Linked DNA regions of Triticum aestivum: region 1 is linked to region 2. A link is a contact called in public Hi-C data. All regions are on one chromosome and are shown on one strand. Each heading gives the region's core, a stretch centred on a gene start, on an enhancer-like site or on the middle of the called end of the contact. The rest is flanking DNA. Distances are from core to core; before and after follow the strand shown. Region 1 holds the start of LOC123099024 (disease resistance protein RGA2). Region 2 has its middle 25 kb from the start of LOC123099023.

Region 1 (3,307 bases), core at 454-2,953, 98 kb before region 2:
TAGGCGGGGATATGTTGTCAGGAACCTGACCATCTCGCTGGCATCAAGAATCATGGATCTCAAACCTTCGAGGGCCACTTCAAGCCCTTGTGATGTTTTTTTGTTGTTGCTGCTGGAGAGGCAGAGGCGTTGTGCAGAATGAAATTTGGACACCACCCCAGATTGACTCACAGCCAGATTATTCTCCTCTTCTTTGTATGCTTGGCATCTGAAGGTGTCAAGCACATAGTAGCCTTGGTACATGGCATACCTCAGCATGGTAAGCTGCCGGAGCATTCCATGGTTTGTGATGTGCCGCCCCATTGCCTCGTCGATGATGACCTGCCCCCTGAGTAGAATCCTCTCTAACCTAGCTTCCACGGCCTCCGCCGGTGGCTTGGAGTATTTTTTGATGATGGAACTCATGGATCTTGATATGAGTTCACCCATCAACGCAGAAATGAAAATCTCCATTTGTGGGGACTAGGGGAACTTGTATCCTCGGGAACGAACACTGAGCTTGGAAATTGAATAGTTGATGTCTCTACAAACTCTTTCTATGCTCTGCCCCTGCCTCCCCCGGCCATTGCTAGTTATCAAAGTCACGCTTCTCAGTTGTTGCTGGTTATCAAAGTCATGCTTCCTGGTCAATCAAAGAAAAAAGGGAGCCATTTGGTACCACGGGGACTTGTATCCACAGTTCTTATGACTTCTCAGGAGTGGAAGTTGATGTGTCTGTCTGCAAACTCTTCTTGTGCTCTCTCTCTCTCTCTCTCTGGTAATGGCTGGTTAACAAAGTCAAGCTTTCTGGTCTGTAGAAAATGCCAGTGCTCTGCTCACTAAAATTGGACCCATTCCATGCGCAGGATCCTTTGTATGTGGTTGCATTCTTTCTTGCTTTATCGTATAGACTTGACTGGTACAGCACTTGTCTCTTGGTCATTGTTAACAAACCATCACGGCATAGATTTTTCTAACTTGTCACCTGACCGAGAACCGACTCTTGGGCCTTTGTTGATCACCACCACATACTTCTTTCTGTCAGTTACACTCTTGGGCCTTTGTTGATGAACCGACTCTTGGGCATTGGAGTATCTAGGTGAAATTAGCAGATTAACTTAACTTTGCAAAATTGGATGAACCATACTATACTAGGAGAAAACGACCACAAAGCCATAACTGAAACCTGAAACGTCAACCTGAGAAAAATCAAGCAACCTTCCTCAAAATCAATCTATAAAAGCTTACCACAAAACAAAACAAAACCAATCTATAAAATGAATCACTTATTGAGTTAACATTGAGATAAAGCTGTTGAAAGGAATTGGAATCGCCCCTGCTAGTGCTCGGCTTAAAGCAGTTGAGCTGGTACCTGCTACTGCTAGTCTGCTGACATTGGCGTTAAGACCCTAACTTGAATTCCTCAAAACTCAAATTGAATCCGCAAACCATTTGTTCAGCTAATGAGGTTGAAATAGATCGGAAGGGAGCGAGAGAAATCGAAAGCAACCTGTTGAAAGGAAACCGGAAGCGCAGATCAGTCAGCTCTTAAGGAAGTTCACCGGCGAGGGCGGCGGGCGAATGGCGGAGTACGAGTTCACCGGCGAGCCGACGGTCGCGGGGCCGGGGGTGCGCGGTGGGCCGTCGAGCGGCGCAGCTGCCTCCTCTCATCCTCTGCTCCCCCCACGGTTTCTTCCTCGGTCTGATTCAGAGGAGTATCTTTTTTAGACAATGATTCACTCGGCTGAGGGCCTTCGGAATTACTGGCCTGCTGCATTTCCATCTTCATATGGGCCGTTGGCCAGCCGAGCTGAACCTAGCTGACTGACAGGGTCCCCTAAAAAAACAAAAAGCATTCTAGATTTCAAATTTTTGTTTCTCAATGTTTATTTCGAGTTCGGATCTGAAATTTTTAGGAGCTGTAGTCACATTCTTGTGAACATTCACATTTTTTCAGATTTTTTTTGAAACATTTAGAATTAACTTTTTTGAAGTTGGAGCACCGGGAGCAGCTCAAGGATGGGAGCAAGTGATATTTTCCCCTGAGTGGCATGTTTGGGTTCTCCTATTTTCTGCCTGATTCCTATTTGCCACTTACAGGGCAACCGGTATGTGGAGCACACCACCTCTCGTACTTTTTTTTGCGAATGTCCCCAGCCGGTTTTGTGAAGCTTCTAGAAGCTTTCGACCATTCCTTTCTGGTTTTGTGCTCATTGGTTTTTCATTTTTTCGCTCTCCTGATTCTTTCGAATTCTTGAATTTTTTCCTATTTATGTTTTTTAATGCCTGAACTTTTTCCAAATTCATAAACTTTGTTCTAATTCGTCAACTTTTTCAAATCCACAAATTTTTTTATTCCTGGACGTTTTTTTTAATTTGTGAACATTTTTCAAGTTCAATTTTTTTTTCGAATTCACAAAAAAGATAATTCAAATTCCTAAACCTTTCCTAAATTCGTAAATATTTCTTTTGAATTCGTTTTTTTAAGTTGGCGGTCGACCAGGTCAACCATGAACCGGGCATCAGGCACGTGCGCATGACCTGATAAGTGAGCTTGTCGCCTCGCGTTGCTGGGCCGGCCAAAGCCAACATCCGCGCGAGCGCGGCACCGCAAGCGCTGAACAGGAGGTCTCTGTTGTGTGGAGGGGAGCGCGGCGTTATAGAGGACGGGCTCATGAATTCAAAAAACATAGTTAAACGTTCCAAAAAAATATGTTTTCTACAAATACATATACATGTTCTTCAACTATGCATAAAGTTTCATTAAATAATGCAATTTATTTGCAGGCTACGCAAAAAAGACAAATACTTGGCCCAAATACAACAAAGGAAAAGACCATTTTAATTTATGCATTTGTATTTTTATAATATATGAACATGTATGGAAATGATTTTTAAACGTGTATACTACAACTATCTGCTTATGTGTATATTTGTTTTTGTTTTTTTAGGTGTGGAAATAGTTATTTCACTGAAAAAATAGAGGGTTGCCTGGAGCTCGGCATCCATATGCACTTTTTGGAATCGTGTGCTCCTACCCACCCATCATTAGTCGTCTGCCCTTTCACTGCCCCTGCCCGGCAGCCACCTCCATCCGACCTCTAAACCCCATTCTCCGGTGCCGAAAACAACCCCCCCCCCCTAGCACCACACCCCATCTTCTCCTCTGGAGTCGATGAAAGGTTTTCGACATTGCTTCGATATGAGGGCCGATACGAATGGTAATTCTCGCACCGGACCCCGTCTTGCGCTATAGCACTCGTACCGCACACCCGCTTTCAGTATGTTTTGGTACGAGCGGGCTTGCTCCTACCCGACGCAGTCTTAT
Region 2 (3,327 bases), core at 397-2,896:
GACTCTGTGTTTGTGCACAACCACCAAAACATTATCGAGCGCACTCCATATGCATTATGGAGCCTGCCAATATCTGATATAGTTGCTCTAACTCTAGTAGAGTTGCTCTAAGAGAAAATTTAGCAAAGTCGCTATATTGCCCGATCGCTACAATAACCGATAATATGGCGATTCTGGTCTAAAATGGCACTCCAGCAAAGTTGGCATATGCCTCCCGATTGCCATAATTTACAGAGATCACTATATAACAAGCTCCTAGCATCCAAATATGGAGGGTGTGGTGGCTGGTTTGGAGCTTGCCCCATATCCAGCCGCCAGCTCGGGAGGGAAGTTTTAGCTTCTTCTTCCTCGTGGCATGTGCGGAATTTGAAGCAGCCCAGCCTCCCACAGACCATCTGGGTCATGCACCTAACCATTATTGTCACACCCGCTCCTCAAATTCCCACGGCGGCCTGTCGGATGGCTGCCATGCGACATCATCTCCTCGCTTGCGTGTCAACATGCTGGGAGGAGCCAGGTGAGTAGAATAGCATTTCTCACCGAAAAACATGTCCTTTGACCGCTCATCATTAGCCACCTACTGCCTCCCCAGCTGCGTCCTTAATGGCACCCCCGACGACCTATAAAAGGCATGTGACCATGCAACTTCTTCACCATGAACAACCATTTCGACACCCAAGCTAGAAGCACTTCGGTAGAACAATCAATCCAATAACAACCTCGATTGTCGTAAAATGTAAATGCGAGTATGTGACTTCTTCACCATGAACAATGTCTCGTAGACAAATCCAGCGAGGAGGCACCGACCATCAGGGCAACCCAGTAGACCTAGTGGTCGGTCCACACTCCGGTGGCCAACGCAGGCCCAAAGGACCGGACGGGATTCATGGACGTGCTGGAGAAGTTGCCGCCGGCAATGGTGTTGGCACCTACTATGAGGCCTGTGAGCATCGGTTTGTAATCGGGCACCATGGTTCGGTGGTCGAAGATGGTCACGTACACGACGATGAGGAGGGGGGAGGTGAGGATCATGACCAAGCCTTGTAGGGTGTGCACCGGAGTAGCGTGGATCAATTGCACGTTTGAGAATGCTTAGATTTGGGAACGATTCACTATCACGGCAATCAATTACAGTATAATAATTATATGCATACAATACGTGTCTTTCTCATAATAATGTTTAAAAAATCAGTAATATGATTCATTTGTACGAGTAGTAGTGATTTGGCTCTCTTTCACTTTTGCCATGTTCAAACTGAACTCTACAAAACTTGTAGTAGGGATGGAACGAAGCTCAGTGAACAGGGATGTGGGGAGAGCGTGTGTGGCTCCGAGCCAAAAGTGCAACGTAAAAAACAAAGAGCCTGGCTTTGCCTGGTGGCTGGCCGGCGCCTGTGGTGTTTTATAGAGCAACATGAGGCGGGAAATGGTGCCGCTCCTGCCTGTATATCTCTGCCTGCAGAATGGGTTTGGAGCGGGCTTTACCGGCCGGGCCAGCGACGGTACCGGCGGGCGGGTTGCTGAGGTCGGCAAGGGCCGGGGCCCGTGAACCGAGGACAAAAAAGTGCGCCGAAAAAGTGCAAGGGGAGGTAAACGATCAAGGATGACCTGTGAGCGCACCAACATATATTTCTCTTCTCACCAATCCTGTGGGTGGGACCCACCCTGACCGAGAGGGAGAGGCCCCTGACCGAGACTTGTTGCTGCAACCCAAACTTCCAGCTGCGTATCATTCCGAGATGCCTCCTTGCCGAGCATCGATTGGTACACGTCATTTCGGGTGGGTGGATTTTACTGTCCACGCACTTCATTTTCGAGCACAACTATATCCTCAAGTGCCAGCAGGTGCTTCATCGCCAAGCAAATAAAACAATCCTAATTTACGGTCGCTTTCGAGTGGGAGGCAATTCCATTATACAACTTGCGCTTTTGGATGAATGAATGTGTGCATACAAAACCATCTAGGTGCTCCTTTTCAGATGTGCCTTTCCAAGTGGCTTCCCTTAATCCTGTCATTCTGCACAAGGTTCCAAGGTAGCAGGTCATGTAGATTTTCGTCTATCAACATGAGTAAGCATTTCAAGCTACGTGCTGAAGTGGATCGGTCTAATCATATCAACCTCCACTTGCTGAAGCAAGAGGTACGTTTCGTGATGTCGAGTGTCATTTGGTTGGCCAAGTGGGTTTCCTTGGACGATGACATTGCATGCAACTAGAGCTCCTTCCCTAGTGGAACAAACTTTCAAACTGGTCATATTTTGCAGTTAGGCATCTTCAATGCCAACCTGCAAATTTCCTCCCGCATCCGTCTACGGACAGATACATTTCAACCTGCATTTGAACCAACCGGACAAAATTCATGTGAACACAACAGATTTCATTAAAATTCGTAGATAATTTACATGAACTGGTCGATATTTCGATCGTTTAATTACAAAACTAAAAAAAGAAACATAAACCGTATACTAGACGACCACCTCATCCTTGGCGGAGGAGCCGGCCGCCATGGACGCTGACGGGCCCAGAGAGCGTCTGCGGCGGCGCCAAGAACCGCCAGAGGAGGAGCTTCCGCCTACTCCGCCTGCTGGCACGGAGCACCACGACTTCGGCATCACCGGAGCTTGGGTCGAAGAGGAGGAGGGAGGGGCTCGGGCATGGAGACGGGGGAGAGGAGGGGGCCGGTGCTCGGGGAGTGGGGTGCGGCTCTGTGCAGCGCCGGTGCACGGTTTAAATGGCCGCGTCGAGGCCCAGGCGAAAGGGCGGTCCTCTTCAATGCGGCGTAGCGGCCGGAGTTGCTTCCTCGCGAACTTGTGTCCGCATTGAAGCGACGGCTGCTGAGAGGTCGCGTTGGTCAGCGCCGCCCTCCCTCCCTCCGGTCACATCGCGGCATCAACGATGGCCGTTGCGTGCTTTGGAGCGGCATGAATGCGCCGCATGCATCGAAATGAAAGCACGGAAGGGGCTGGTGAGCGGTCTGGAATCCCGCAAAACCGCCTCATGTTTGTCTTCGGTTTGAAGGAGAAATCGTGTCTGAACCACGCCGCGGACCGATACATGCCCGCGTCTGTGGTCCGGACAACACGGTCCAAACAATTGCGGGAGATTTGCGGATCCGCCTTCGAGATGCCCTTATCAAGCCACGTTTGGGACCGAGGACAACGGTCCATCCGCATAATATGAGATATTTCTTGCATGGTGACTATTAGGGCGGCCGAAAACTTCATCCAGCTGGGGACAGAAGTAGGGCTCTTTGTTTCTGCGCATCAATTAAACTTGTACTCGACTAGCGTCGGAGTATTGTTAATGAAAGTGATATTCTCATCCATC

What was found. A called contact is a pair of places that touch in the nucleus more often than the background predicts.
Region 1: a Hi-C map of leaf shows a contact between it and region 2, with 4 times the contacts expected there. The contact joins the promoter of LOC123099024 here to the enhancer-like site in region 2. A contact is called at or near these places in 5 of 5 Hi-C or Micro-C datasets (leaf, root and an unstated tissue).

What each region holds. Positions count from the first base shown.
Region 1 is chr4D:499,755,026-499,758,332 of IWGSC CS RefSeq v2.1, reverse strand. LOC123099024 (disease resistance protein RGA2) reads right to left here and starts at 1,703. Exons shown (of 2, transcript XM_044521133.1): 1 at 1,490-1,703; 2 at 1-1,074. The coding sequence starts at 453.
Region 2 is chr4D:499,657,305-499,660,631 of IWGSC CS RefSeq v2.1, reverse strand. No RefSeq gene overlaps it. Among protein-coding and RNA genes, the nearest start is that of LOC123099023, 25 kb to the left of the region's middle. Within about 2 kb of position 1,646, at least 4 of the 8 cell types and tissues checked have an H3K27ac peak or open chromatin away from gene starts, as enhancers often do. A contact at or near this core is called in leaf and root, where this site is marked.